Linked DNA regions of Mus musculus: region 2 is linked to region 1. A link is a contact called in public Hi-C data. All regions are on one chromosome and are shown on one strand. Each heading gives the region's core, a stretch centred on a gene start, on an enhancer-like site or on the middle of the called end of the contact. The rest is flanking DNA. Distances are from core to core; before and after follow the strand shown. Region 1 overlaps Rhoh (ras homolog family member H). Region 2 holds the start of 4930480C01Rik (a long non-coding RNA gene).

What was found. Hi-C and Micro-C count contacts between places; a contact is called where the count stands out from the background.
Region 2: a contact with region 1 is called in a Hi-C map of the G1E-ER4 cell line, with 2.8 times the contacts expected there. The contact joins the promoter of 4930480C01Rik here to the enhancer-like site in region 1. A contact is called at or near these places in 2 of 15 datasets of contacts at CTCF or cohesin (large pre-B cells and thymocytes), 10 of 484 Hi-C or Micro-C datasets (CD4 T cells, CD4 single positive thymocytes, CD8 T cells and 4 more), 3 of 115 datasets of contacts at active chromatin or transcription factors (CD8 T cells, the HPC-7 cell line and embryonic stem cells) and 1 of 9 other capture datasets (embryonic stem cells).

What each region holds. Positions count from the first base shown.
Region 1 is chr5:65,894,720-65,902,430 of GRCm38.p6, reverse strand. Rhoh (ras homolog family member H) reads right to left here. Exons shown (of 3, transcript NM_001081105.2): 3 at 5,731-7,711. Among named protein-coding and RNA genes, the nearest start is that of Gm32474, 14 kb to the left of the region's middle. Within about 2 kb of position 2,165, at least 51 of the 459 cell types and tissues checked have an H3K27ac peak or open chromatin away from gene starts, as enhancers often do. A contact at or near this core is called in CD8 T cells, the G1E-ER4 cell line, the HPC-7 cell line and 2 more, where this site is marked.
Region 2 is chr5:65,948,674-65,956,261 of GRCm38.p6, reverse strand. 4930480C01Rik (a long non-coding RNA gene) reads right to left here and starts at 4,919. Exons shown (of 2, transcript XR_376988.3): 1 at 4,803-4,919; 2 at 4,055-4,384. It also overlaps a transcript of Chrna9 not described here.

The DNA of each region.
Region 1 (7,711 bases), core at 916-3,415:
ATTAGATTCAGCTGTAATAGAGGTTATTTCCTCAACCAAGGCTCTCTCCCCTCTGATGACTCTAGCTTGTGTCAAGTTAACACAAAACCAGCCAGTACGGATGCAATAGAGTGTGTTTGTAGTCCTGGGGCTCCTACAGCAAGACCAGAGACAGGGCAGGAGAATCTCTGGAAGCCCAAGGGCCTGCTAGTTTGTAGTATTCTAAAAGATCCTGCCTCAAGCATGGTAGAAAGCAAAAAGGACTCCCAAACCTTGTGTGCTGACCTTTCCACGGGTAACACTTAGGCAGAAACGAAGCAAGCAGGTGCTGCGGCAGACCGCACACCCGCGGAGAGATTTGGTGCTGCTTCTAGGAATTTGGCCTTTGCTACTAGTCTCGGACAAGGAAGTAGGTCCAGATAAGAATATCAGAGACCACTAGCGCGGGGCTGGACTGTTTTAAGTAATTATTACCTTGTGTGATCCTTTTGCTCACTACTTTACTATCTTTTGTTTTGTTTTTTGAGACAGGGTTTCTCTGTGTAGCCCTGGCTGTCCTGGAACTCACTCTGTAGACCAGGCTGGCCTCGAACTCAGAAATCCACCTGCCTCTGCCTCCCGAGTGCTGGGATTAAAGGCGTGCACCAACACACCCGGCTACTTAATTACTATCTTGTGTGATCTCCTTGTTTACTACTTTGCTTGATTTCTTTGTCTTTGATCTAAAAACTGACCTTTTTTTTGGGGGGGGTGTACCTAAAATGACATAAAAGCAGGCTGGAGAAAAATAAGCCTTCCTCTGCCTCAGCACTGACTGGAGTCATGTTATAAGGTTGTCTAATTGTTTTTCTTCTTTTTTCAATCCTCACTCCTCCCTTGAGACCCCCCCTTCTCTCTCTCTCTCTCTCCCTCTCTCTCTCTCTCTCTCTCTCTCTCTCTCTCTCTCACACACACACACACACACACACACACACACACCACAGAGGCCAGCATCTACCGTTTCAGATGGCTAAGATGGGTACCCGGTTGTGGATAGGGATGATGAGAGGAAGAGGAGATAAAAACAGGGGCGTGGGACAAGATGGAATTGAGACATAAGTACACGACACATGTACAGCGATTAATTCAAGGCTCTCCTCAGGAAATTCCCAAGATGACAGGCCCAGCTGCCCTGAAGTTAATGCCAGTGATGCACTTGAATTAACTCCAGTCTGTTTCAGTCCATGTGAAAGTTCTAGACCTCACCATATGCCTGTCTATCACAGCCCTGCCACAAGGGTGAACGAGTCCAGCTGCTTCAAGGGGTGGGCTCTGGAGGGTGTGGCCTCGCTGCTTCTCAGCATCACTCTGTGGTCTTGGCTCTGAGCCCTATCTCCTCCATCCTGAGTTCTAGTCATTTCCTTCCTTTTGTTCAGAATCCGTTAGAAACGACCGGCTGGCAGGAGCTCTAGGCTGTGTTCTGCTTCTGCGAACTGTGCTACTGTAGGCTGTTTGCTAACCCCCACTGCAGACAGCCCCAGTCAGGGCTTCCTCACAGGTGGGCAGACCGCAGCAGACCCCAGGAAAATCCTTCCCTCCTGTGAAAGGCTCTGCAGCATCGAACACTAATTAATGTAACACCTGTGCATCCTTCTCCAGCAGGCTTTCTCTTCCAGAGGGGCTGTTTATTTCAAAATGGCAACACAGGTACGTCTGGTCACTCACCTCCTCTTCAGTTAGGCCTGTTTGCACAACCCAGACACCAAGGGAAGGCTCTCTCCCTTCTCCCAGTTTGTTCTATTCTTTGCACAGATCGCTCTCCTCCCTTGATCTTACTTCTTCATACAAATACTGTCTGCCCACCCATTCCTAACTAGAGGTGAATACCACAAAATCAGGAACGTTGGCTATTTGCATAGTCTGGGGCTAAGAAGGCCACCATGAAATGGAGATAGATAATGATAGGCACATGATATGGTAAGCCCCTCAGGGTCTTTGTCTGTTCATAGAGCACAGGAGTCAACCTCTCAAGTTGGTTGGGAGACTGAGAGGGTCCAGGCTTGCCAGCTCGTGAGTCTGTGATCTGCCAAAGACTTGGTGTCCTCACCCACAAAAGACATGATAATCAGATGTCACACATGCTGTTTCTTGGGCATTTACTGGGCACCAGGCTTAGTAAGGCCTTGCTGTCTTAGCTGATAGCGCTCACAAGTCTATGATTTCATTTTACCTGCTCCACGCTATGAGGAACACGACACACAAAGAGGTTAGTCCACTCACACGAGGCTGGGGAGCTCAGGGGTGGCAGAGCCGGGCTTCAGATATGGGAATTTGACCTTAGACTCCAACTTCTCAATAATATTTTAAGTTATTAATTATACCATACTTTTAAAAGCAGATAAAGAGGCTGGAGAGATAGTTCACTGGCTAAGAGCATTGACTGCTCTTCTAGAGGTCCTGTGTTCAATTCCCATTAACTATGGTGGTTCACAACCATCTGTAATCTGATGCCCTTCTGGTGTGTCTGAAGACAGTGACAGTGTGTGTGTGTGTGTGTGTGTGTGTGTGTATGCAGAAAAAATGTGTAAGAATTTTTGAAGGCTAGATAATAAAAGAAAAATCCCAACAAACACTCAGTTACTGATTTTCCAAATTTAAGAAGGTGTCCAATATATGTCACACCTCTGGTGGCCTTGTACATTCATACTCCGTGGTCTCATAAAAAAGAGGTAACCACTTACTTGAGTTCTATTCTATTCTTTAAAATGCCTTTAACCCTAAATGTTAAGTTTTGCTCACATTTGAATGTCATAGAAATGGAATAAGTCTACGTTATTTTTTATTCACATTTTTCTCCCTCACATTTGTCTACACTCATTCATGTTGCAATATGCAGCTATAGATCATTCCTTTCCTGTGCTTCCTTGTGGTCTATGTGTGAGTTCCCCAAAACTTAATTGGCCTTCGTCTGATCGTGACATTGTCTTGTCTCCAGCTTCGCCATTACCTGCCATGCTACCAAGCGCTCTTACTTGTGTCTTCCTGGAAATCTATGTAAGCTTATCTCTGGGCCTGGATTTGGGGACAAGGGTTCACCAGTATAAGATACCCTGATGTCCTAAGCAAAGACAGAAGCTATACCAATCACACTCCATCGGCAGCATGCAGGCCCTCCCACTGCTTCACGCCCCCACCGATGCTTGGCATTATCATACCTTTAAATTCTTTTGCTGATATGGTGGTTTGAAAAAGGTATGTCATGGATGGGTTTTGCAACAGGTCTATGATGAGTAGGTATATGATTAGCATATTTTCTCTTGTTCATTGGCTAAATGTAGTTTCTCAACTAAGAAATAGCCTTTTATTTCTTTAGACAGGGTCTGAATATATTCCCCAGTCTCAGCTCAGACTTTTGATCCTCCTGCCTCAGCACAGGATCCTAGATAAGCACGGTGGTGTTGAGGTCAAATATCTCTCTTTAAGTTGAAATGCTTCTCTGCTTGGCTGCTAGTCCCTCTTGATGCACCATGCAGACTGACAGTTTCTTCAGCATTGACTGTGTCATGGAAAACTCATCTTGTGTAACATTTCTCCCCCAGAGCCATCGTACTAGTTAATCAAGTCCTCCTTTCTAGTCATGGCAGATGGATGAGGTGTGTGGTTTTGTTTTGGATTTTGTGGCTCAGGGAAGGGCAGTTAGTTACCCACACCGCCTACCCTCACCTACCAGTGGGGATTTGAACAGCAAACACCAGAACATACAGATAAGTTACTATTTAGTGTGCATGTCATCCAGAGTCCAGCAAGAAGTCAAATTCATCCTGTGTGGTTCAACGAAAAGATGTGAATGAAAACAATGCTTGAGAGACCTCCATAAACAGACCCCACTGGGGTGCTGACCTCAGCCTTCTTTAGGGCTGAAGACCAGGAGAGGAAATGCCATCTCAGAGACCAGAGGAAGCTACAGCTGGAGCCCCAACCATGGGGTCCCATGGGGTCATTGTAGACAGACAGCACCAAGGGATAATGGGTAAAAGGAGAGAGCCCTTCGAGAGCAGAAACAGCTAGGAAGAAATCTGGGATGCTGGGTGCATGGACAAGCCTGGAAGGCAGAAACAGTGGACAACAGAAATGTAGAGAGCAAACAGAGCCTGTCAGGGCAGGGTATGCTCACCTGAGAAAGTTACAGAAAGAATGACAGAAGGCAGGTCACTCAGGAAGACTGCTAAGCACTAACTGGCAGCATGCACTCCCGTGTGTGACAGGGAACGGTCATGTTGTCTAAACTAGCAACCATAATGGCCACTGAACATCATTGGTCATATAACTTAGCAGGCCAAGTTTATGGGTATGGAAATTAGATGGTCAACTGGGACATTTGAAAAGTGACTGTGAAAAGAAACATCTCTATGTAGATGTCTGAAACTCAGCAAAATAATACTAACCCACCACATCCTGTGTGTGTGTGTGTGTGTGTGTATACACATGTGTGCTGAGGTATCTAAAGTGCTGACACAGGCCTGGAGACAGTAGGCATTCAGATGGAGTTTGTTGCTATTTTTATTACTCTATGTGTCATTATCCACCTTGCTTTAGTTGACAATATTATAAGCAGAATCTGCTTCTGTGTGGGTTTCCCGTCATGTTGCCCACATGATGAAACCTCTAGAAAATTCTGATCTGATTAGAGATTTCGGCACAGGGATCCAGCAGACACACAATAATGTGACTGAACAAAAGTTTACAGGCACAAAGTTCTCCCACAATGATTATTGAATCCCTCTATAGAATGTTCTAGAAACATAGGACCTATGTTTTAAGAAGAGGGAATTCGGGATGTAAGACATTCAACTCAGATTTCCTGACTCCAAAGTGTTCACTGTCGAACTTCTTACTCTTTCATTATTTATGACTTTTTACATAGCACTGAGTTTTATATCAATATATAATTCAGACAGTAGGTCTAGTCATGGGCCTTCATGAGCTCCCAGCACATGTAGCTACTATGCCTTGTTGTTATCTTGACAAAAGCTGTTGGAGATCTTGGCTGGAGATTGTTTTTTTTTTTTTTTTTTTTTTTTTTTTTTTTTTTTTTTGAGACAGGGTTTCTCTGTGTAGCCCTGGCTGTCCTGGAACTCACTTTGTAGACCAGGCTGGCCTCAAACTCAGAAATCCGTCTGCCTCTGCCTCCCGAGTGCTGGGATTAAAGGCGTGCGCCACCACGCCCAGCGAGATTGTATTTCTTTACCTCATCCAAAGAGACAGCATCTGAGGATTGGTAAGTCCTGTCACAGAGCTATGTTGAAGTTACTCAACCCCAAAGGACTGCCTTCTAACCCTGGGGACCGACACTCACAGAGGTCTGCCGCCCCCCACACACCCCCACCTCCCCCCACCCCCTGTCTCTTTATAACACCACAGATCTGCCAAACTGGAATGCTTCTACCACATCTCAGGCTGCATAAAGTGCCCTTACTGGGTATCAAATTCTCAAAAGGGCAGAGTCAGGCTCTCCTCTCCCCTGTTGCTCATTCAGGGAATATGTGAGACCTTAAGAGTGAGATAACAAGAAATCAGAATTTTTCCAAGCTGTTGAAAGCATGAAGTTGAGCTGGATTTCGTGTCTGCCTCTTCTCACACAAGCAGTCACAAGCAGGAAATTACACTGAAAATCCCAGGGTGGAGATAGGAATCCTGCAATAGATGATACTGGGTGAGTTACTAGAGCATAGCCTCATTACCAGAAATAACAGCAAAAGGGGAAGAGGGAGATTAGACTTAGAATATTTTATTTAAAAACAATCTTTTGGGGCTGGGGGCATAGCTCAGGGTGGGGCACTTGCCTGGTATTCAAGAGGCCTTGATTTTGATAACCAGTAAAATGCAAAACAATAAATAAAAATAACCTTTTAAGTTGTGTGTGGTGATGTGTGCCTATAACGCCAGCACTGGATAATATAAGACAGAAAGAGCACCATGAGTTTAAGGTCATAGCAAGATCCTTTCTCAAAACAGCAACAACAGTAACAAATGAACAAGCCAAAATCATCATCACCACCATCACCACCACCATCATCATCATCACCACCATCTTTTAAATACAAGCCCTTTGACTAGTAGGGGGAGAGGCCTGCAGCTATGGGATATCAGATGTGGCAAAGCCATGCAGGTAACTGCTCAGGGAGGAAGTGGGCCATGATGGTTTTGAGTAGAGCTTTGGAGCCACACAGACCTGCTCCAGACTTAGGAGTTCTGATACTCACCCACTGTATGGCTCGGGCTTGTCCCATTAACATGTTGAGGGCCAAGTTGCTCGTGTGAGCCACTTACATACCACACAAGAGCTTAACACAGTGCCCAGCTATCTGAAGTGCTCGACATACTTGCACCATCGGGATGCTTTTTTTGTCATCTTGTCACCTAACCCATTGTATGGGGCCAACCTATTCTGTTGCCCTATTTAGCTAGGCTGAATAAAGTAAGACAGAAAAGCACTGGCGTGAGGGAATGTGGGTCCCTTCCCCCTCAAACTGCTCCTCTGAGGCCTGATCAACTGTGATAGGATTAAGAGATAACGTGGTCAGAAAGGCGGGACCTTCACAGATGGCACGAAGGCTCTTATGAGAATAGATCAAACTCCCACCACACACATGAGGACATAGCAAGAAGCCACCAATCAGATGAAGAGGTCCTTCCACTGAGCTTGACTGTGCTGACACCTGATCCCAGACTTCCCAGCCTCTGGGATTCTGCTTAGGCCAGAACAAATGAACTTAACCACTTAAATCCACTTTCTTATGGAAACATGAGCATCTGTAATTTTGCTACTTGGGACACTTGAAGGTGAAGCATACAAAAAGCACCACCTATTGAAGGGGAAGTCTCCTACACCTTCATGGATGTGTGCAAAGCTAAACCTACAGACCCGTGAAGATCAATCTCTTCCTTCCTCTCACACAACTTCATCTAGCTATGGTTTCTTCCCTGCGCTGGGCCCTGAGGACACGGAGTGAACTATGAGGCAGCATAGCCTCAGGGACACAGAGAAGAAAGGCCCTGCCTGGCTCAGTTTCCACCAGGTGCACATGAAGGAGGCTTCACACTTGAATTTCTGCCCTCCAGTGTGAGGCTTCCTTCCTTAAAGGAGCTTTACCACCGGCTCCTGTCAACAGGCAAACCTCACTCAGGTCTATCAGCAGCCTCGATGGCCTCCCCTCCTGTCTCCAGCATGAAACTTCCTCTTCCTCCCTGGGGCCTTCCCACGGTTAGATGCTCCCCAACCCTACCTCCCTTCAATAGAAAGAAAAGCATTAAGGGACAGCCTACTGAGTGTGTAGAACTGAGTGTGTAGAAATTAATTTCTTCAGTGTGTTTTAAACTATTCCACAGATTAAACTTGAAGCCGGGTTTGTTATGAAAGACCTTTCGTAGGCCTAGTAGCTCACACCTATCGTCACAGCACCGGAGAGGCTGAGACAGGAGCACCATTGCAAGTCTGAGGTCATCCTGGGCAACAATGTGAGGAGAAAAAAAAAAGTTTCAATTTACAGCAATAAGAGTGTATACACACACTCCAAAAGAAAAATAAACACAAAATCCTTTGTGTGTTGGAGAATGAGGAGAGAATCAGAGGGACATGAGGGACCTGGAAGACATAGTCCCTGTCTCCTCCTCTGTCTGCTCATTCCAACCTTCAGGATGCCCAGTGCCGTGAACAGAAGACATGAGCTCTCAAGGCAAGGGACGGAGGTGG
Region 2 (7,588 bases), core at 3,670-6,169, 51 kb before region 1:
CAAATTTAAGTTCCTTTTTCCCAGAATGCACTTCCCCAGACTCTGATGCTGACTTTTGGGGGGTTGGGGGGGGGGTTGCTGTTTTCCACCATAATCTTTCTACCGCTGTGAAGTTTCCAGAGTTACAGCAGCTGCAGGAAGCAGGTGTGTAGAGTTGTAGCACGTCCACACCACAGGGCAGGGGTGGGGCATCTCTTCCTGTGAGCCCATAAAAGCAGTAGTGGGGAGTTCCGTGAAAAGTCAGCGCTGATGCTGATGACGTCACTGCTCGGGCCCTCTGCTGCCCTCTGCAGGACAGGAACTCTCAGGACTAAGAAGGGTTGGGATGCGTGCTGTTTCCTTGAAGGAACAATCAAGAGAGGGACCCGAGGGGACATATACCCCTATAATTGAGCCTCAATATAAACCATGCTGTTTGCCCATCGTGAAATCTGTAGGCTGGTAAGCAAAACGAAAGCCCTCTAAAAAGTGATGCTAAAAACCGTGGTTAAGAGACTCAGAGAAACCTGGTTCAATTCTCGAAACAGTAACATTCGCCTGGGTCAGCTTACTTGTCACTAAAGGACTCAGAGTCAAAGCCACACTAGGGTAGTTCTGAGGACTGAATTCACGGAAATACACAAAGATCTTAAACAGTGACAGCGTCTCTAAAACAGACAGCAAGCATTCATTCGCTGTGCATCCCGAGAGCCTATCAGACGCCGAGCTTGCACTTGAACCCAAGACGTCAGATTTACGTCTTTTTGCCAGCCAGACCACCACTCGGCAGCTCATGGCTGGAACTTGCTAACATGTTCGCCCTGCAGGCACAGTGTGGCCTCTCCAGAGCCCTCTTTCTCGTTTCCATGGCTACCTTTCCTCTTCTCTGTGTTATCAAAAGCCCTGACTGCAGAGGCAGGTTTATTTATAGCTGAAAAATTAGTGTTATTCGGCTCGATCTTCTCTGCAGCCGTCACCCCATTACTTTAAGAGCATCCACACTTACAGGCGGCTCTGTTTTCGCTTCCTCGGTGGCCTGGAATCATTCGTTAGTGGCTCAAAACAGTGTTTGAGGAATGTCGGTGAAGAGAGAAGCTCGATCCAGCATTCATCGGCGTCTCCCCTGAATTCCAGTTCCCATGGGCCAGCACAGCTGTACTTGGACATCCCACTTTAGCTATGGCCGAAATCTAACTCACCCGAGCCTCAGTCTTTTCCTGCCCTGTGTTTTCCTGAACCAAGTCAGCATTTTCCAGCCTCCAGGCCAGAACCTGGGAGTTGTCTGAGTTCCATCCCCACCTTATGACCACACCCTCATCAACCTGTCTCCAGACAACCTCCGTCCCATCTCCTCAAGTCCTCTGATGAGGACATCGTGTCCCGGGCTGTGGGGCATCACTGTGGAACCGACAGTTTTTCTGCGTCTCTCTCCTCTGTGCCCTCCCTCACACCCTCACTGCATAGATTGTTGTTGTTGTCGTCGTTGTTGTTGTTAGCACATTTATTTGTTACTCTTCCCGTTGCTGTGACAAAGTACTTGAGTACTGAAAGGACTTGAGAAGACTTTACTTCGGTTCATGGTTTCAGAGAGTAAAGTCTAGCATTGCTCTGTGGCTGTGTGTGTGTGTGTGTGTGTGCTTGTGTGTGTGTAGGCACTTTTTTTTTTTTTTTTTTTTTTTTTTTTTTGGTTTTTCGAGACAGGGTTTCTCTGTGTAGCCCTGGCTGTCCTGGAACTCACTCTGTAGACCAGGCTGGTCTACAGGCTGACCTCGAACTCAGAAATCCACCTGCCTCTGCCTCCCAAGTGCTGGGATTAAAGGCATGTGCCACCACGCCCGGCTGGCACTTTTAATATGGTACCTAGAGCAGGAAGTAGACTGAGACAGGAAGGAACCAGATGTCATATACCAGCAAAAAGCCTGCCTTCCAAAGGTGCCCCAACCTCTCAAATATCATCACCAGCTGGAGAGCAGGTATTTAAGCCCGTGAGTCAGTGGGGGACACTTCAGATCAGAGAGCAATGCTCAACCTTCCTAATGCTGCCACCCTTCCATACGGTTCCTCGGGTTGTGGTGACCTGAAACCATAAAATAATTTCAAAACTTTACTTTTGCTATTTCTATGAGTCCATAATGTAGCAAGATTAGATTTGAGGTCACACTAATCCCCGTGAAAGGGTCCTTTGACACCCCCAGACGGTCGAAACCCACAGGTTGAGGACTGCCATAAAGGTGCATATTAGCTATACAGGATATAGGGTTTCCTTATGACAGACAATTTTGTACATGCGTGGAACATTTTTGACCCTACCTACCCCACCTACCCCTGTTGTCTTCTGCTCCCCCCGCCCCAGGTCTCTTCTCTCTTTCTCTAGTATTACCCTCTATTTTCATGCTGTCTTTTTTATCCCTTATTATTTTAAATCTATTTTTTGTGTACAATGCATTTTGATCATATTTACCAAATCTCTCCCAACTCCTCCCAGATTCAAGCCTCTCTCTTCCCTATTCACCCAACTTTAGTTGGTTTTGTTGTTGTTGTTGATGATGATAATTTATTTTTGTTTTTGTTTTCCATCTAGCCCAATCTGCCCTACACATATACCCTGAGATATAAGGTCATCCACTGAGACATGGTGGACCAACCAGGGGTCACACCCTCAAAGAAAACTGACTCTCTCTCTCTCTCTCAGCAGCTATAGATTGCCAGGGATGGGGCTGGGTCCACCTCTGCACTCCGCCGTGCTTGGATTTTGTCTGGCTTGAGCTTGTGCAGATCTGGTGCAGGCTCCCACAAACTGTTCAAGTGTAAAACTGTTGTTGTATGTAGAAAAGAAAGTGTCTTTTGATTTGACATGTGTACTGTACCTGACGCTCCACCTGGTTCTTTCTCTGTTCCTGCACGACGCGTGAGGTAAGGCCTCTACTTTAAAACACAACACAGGAAGCCCTGTTTTTCCCTTTGTCTTCTCTCAGGGATTTACTTCCTGCCACCCAACATAGATTTTCTAATAAGAGGGGCCTGCTGCCCTCTTCCATGCTTCCATGTTGTACAGACTGTCCCTTAGCCAAAAACATTTCCCCTTTCTTTGCCCAACGAGCAAGGCCTTTCTCTTTCAGGGCTCATTTTGAAAGTCATGTAATTAAGGATGCCTTTTCCCCAATCTCCCCCTTGTCTCAAGGACGTTCTTGAAGTTACTGGTATATCAACCTAGCATTCCTACCTCTTCTTCAATCCCAGTGTTGCGTGATTTCTCTCCCCAAACCCATGCTGACCCATTTCACATATTGTCTTCACAGCTCCATGCCAGAAATATAAGAGGTAACCAATAAACACTCATGAAATACAGGACAGTCTTGGCCAGAGTCTGGACTTTCAGAGTGCCAACAGAGAGAGCCTCTCCCACAACACACCTCCTCAGGCAGTCTTGCTTGGCCTCCCGTGAACAGGAGTGCTGCCTTGTGTCCACCTTGGGGGACATAGTAGCTGCACTTTGGGACTTAGGCTATATTGCATGTGTGTCTGGGGAGGACCTGGTTCCCTAAAGGGCAGCCTTGAGAGGCCAGGTGTACAAAGGAGTAAAGGCTCTGCTAGAGACACCAGGTACTTGTTCCCACCAGCATCACACGCAGCTTGTCAGAGCAGATCCCTGCTTGGCCTCGGAGCTGGCAGGTTCCAGGCAGAATGGAAGAAGCTAAACAGATGTGGGCTCCACCCTAGATCCAAATCCAGAAAAACAGCCAAGTCAATATATGCACAAGACTGTAAGCTCCTGGGCAGAAGATTCCAGGTTTACCTACCTCAAACTGCAACACCACAGGAATCAAGGATTGTGGTGACCCTTTTTAAATAAGAATAAATGTTTGGCCAAGGAGAGGTGGCTAGAGACGTTTACAGTGTGAACAGACACTAGGAAGTCAGTTCTGTAAGAATTTAAAGACTAACCCAAACTTAGTGGCAGAGGCCTGTAACCCCAGTATTTGAGAGGCTGAGGCAGGGGGATCGTGAGTTTTAGACCAGCCTGGGCTGCATGGCAAGAGCCTGCCTATACAAACAACAACAAAACTCTCGCTACTCAATCTGTACTGAACACATTTATTGAAAGCAGAGCACAGGGCTCATAAGAGAATATTTGCTTTATCAGTGCGTTTGTGGACTGTCTGGAAAAAAAAAAGGCACACTTGTAAGCTAAGCTGTGGTAAACGAGTTAAGTATTGCCGAGGGAGTAGACCACAGGGGAATGGGGTTGATTTATCTTCCCGATGAGAGGTTAGGAAAAGAGGGAGTCCATGGAGCCCCAGGCTGGGATGTCACAGGAGGCAGAGATCACGAGTCTCTAGAGATTCAAGGGCATGTGTCAGTATCTGTTGGGTCCTAGAGAGACCTCATGGCAGAGGCCACCATACTGCCAGACAAGAAGCCAGAGAGAGAATTAGACTTTCACCACAAACCACTGAAAAGTCCCTGAATCCCCTCCAAGTGAATTACCCCTAACAAACCACTGACCATCTCCGGGCCACTGCACTACTCTCAAATGTTCTATGTCATCCTTTACTGGCCCACTAGGGGGCGTAGCTTCCAGCATAAACCTTTAAGGGAACACTCAAACCACATTCAAACTGAAGCAGGCTGCATTTGTCACTCAAGACCGTGAGACATGGAGATGTAGCTCAGTCATACAGTGTTTGCCTACCATACGGAAGCCCCCATCACTGACAAAAAAACAAGAAGAGTAGTGGATAAGCACAAACCTATGTAGGGTCAGCCTATGTACGATAAGCCCAGAGTACAAAGATGAAAACGTGCCTGTCCTGAAGAATTACCTCATAAGAAAAGGCCGAGTAAATACTAGTCCTTCTATTTGTCTGATTTGCCGTAACAAAATACTTAGGGCTGGATACGTTGTAAAGAAAGGAAGGTTATATAGCTCACAGTTCCAGTATCTTAGGCAGCTGCATCTCCTGAGAGCCTTTGTGTTGTGTCATAACATGGCAGGTGACATCACACAGTGAGAGAAAGAGAAAGAATATGAATCATGGGTGCGTAAGGAAGCAATAAAGTGAACCAAGACCAGCACCACCCCCCATTTCCCCCACCCCCTCCCCATCGCCCCACCCCCACTCCCAATCCCCCAGCTACATAGAGTTCCAGGCCATCTTGGACCATGTGAGATTCTGCCACAAGAGGGCCGAGCTCTGACACTATTTTTTTCAGAAACTCGCCTTTTCTTGCTGAAAATATAGTAGTCAATGTCAACAGAATACACTTCCTGGGCTGAGTAACGCCTTCTGTGGGCGCTTGGGGGAAGAACAAGGGCCCTGGAAACAATAAGGTTCTTGGCTCCGCCCCCTTCAGAGTCCACAGTGAGGGCCAAGGCTTTTATTGCCCTGGTTCCAGTTTTCAGTGTTTCCTCTCGATTAAAAGCCCCCTGGCTGCCCAGGATTGCCTGTAATGACAGTAAACGACTACAGAGACTGTGAAGCAATCTTTTCACATCTTAAGATGCAATCTGTCTGGCACAGCCCCTGGCGGCCTGAGTTCACGGCAAAGCTATTGTGGTGTGCGTGGGGGCATTGGCTTTGGCTCCCCCCCCCCCCTCGGTTTCCCACACCCTCTGAAATGACTGAGATTTCTGTCAGATTTCTCGCCTATGACAATCCTCATTAACTCAGTCATTTATTAGTAATAAATTAAAAAAAAATCGTTGGCAACTGTCTGCCCCTAGGGTCACAGTAACTCAAGTCCCCATGACCAAAACTGGGTGGCAAAGCTTGTTTCTCCTTAGCGGGTCTGCATTCATCCAGTGCAGTTTCTCGAAGACACGCACACACGCTGTAGCAACAATGGCAGTGACCATGAGTTCCCAAGCCCGTTGCCTAGAAACCACTCCTTGTTTCTGAAACTAATTTAAACATGAGAATTCAGCTTGTGACTCAGGCCAGCCATGCATGGCATGGTTTTCTCTCTCTCTCTCTCTCCTTTCTTCTTTCACATCACAAAATAATACATGCTTATTCCAGAAAAAAAAAAAAGAAAAATATGAAAACAAACGATCTAGAGGCACAAAAAGTCTCCTATAATCTCATTATCAGAGACAACCACTGTTGTCTCTTGGGGATATTTTCTCTTTATTTTTACTTTTCTTGGTTTTTTTTAGTGGTTTGCCTGTGTGCATGTATGTGAACCATATGTGTTCCTGGTGCCCTCAGAGGCCAAAAGAGGATGTTGGGCCCCTTGAAGTTATAGGCAGATGTGAGCCATCATGTGGGTGCTGAAAACCAAACCCCAATATTCTGCAAGAGCAGCTGGTGCTCTGAACTGCTGAGCCATCTCTCCTCCCTTTGGGGTATTTTCTTTTACGTCTCTCTTTATTATGCGCATGGTAGAGGCAGGGAGAGACTGAACATAGCTGACATTTGACAGTGAGACAACCTGTCTGTGGAGTCTCGTTTCTCCTTCCACCTTTATCCAGAACCTCTGTGCCATCTCTCCGGCCTGGAAATATTTTCTTCCTCCAAATTCTGAACATTGTTAAGAATAATTCTGGCATTTACATCAAGATTAATACTGAATTTACCTGTCTGACAAAATTTTCCAACTGTTTACTAAAATCTGCATCATATAGCAAGCTTATCTATCTATCTATCTATCTATCTATCTATCTATCTATCTATCTATCTATCTATCTATCTATCTATCTAACAGATCTATTTTGGTTATTTTCAGTCTATTACCATTTATAGTGCTGTCATGATCATTTTAATACAAAATATTTTTTTGTCCTTGTTTTCTGAGATACTTTTGCCATGTGACCAGGCTGATCTTGAACTTGCCATCCTCCTGCCCCTACCTCCCTAGTACTGGGAGTACAGTCTTGTGCTACCGTGCCTGACTATCAAAAAAACAAAAAGAGTTTCAAAGATCCTGAACATTGTATAGCTTTGTTTTTCTTTTTGTTTTTGTTTGTTTGTTTGTTTGTTTGTTTTTGGGTTTTTTTTTCAAGACAGGGTTTCTCTGTATAGCCCTGGCTGGCTGGCCTCGAACTCAGAAATCTGCCTGCCTCTGCCTCCCAAGTGCTGAGATTAAAGGTGTACGCCACCAGGCCAGCTGTATGGCTGTATAACCATTTTACCAATATTAAACTAATCTGTGCTTGTGACTCCGTGCTGTGGGTGGGGGGAGCACCAGGGACAAAACTGCCCCTCCAGCTCACCAGGCAAGTAAGTGCTCTACCGCTGAGCTGGGAATCCAGCCTCCCCAGCTTATCTTCACACGTAAGAATAAGATGTCTCCTGCATTTGTTAATTCATTGTATATGCAGTGGAGGGACATCTGTGCATGTCATGGCACAGGTGTGAAGGTCAGAGGACAGCTTGTGGGAGTCAGTTCTCAACTTTCACCATGAGGGCCTGGGCATCAGACTCATAGACAGCATCTTTACCCGCTGAGCCATCTCACCGGCCTGAGTTCATGAGATAACACGTGTGTGAACCTCAGGAGCCAGTTCATGCAGTTTGAGACAGGTAGTCAATTCTGGCTGCACCAAGCTAGCTGGCCAGCAGGTTTCCGGGCATTCCTCCTGTCTCTATCTCTCACCTTGCTGTAGTAG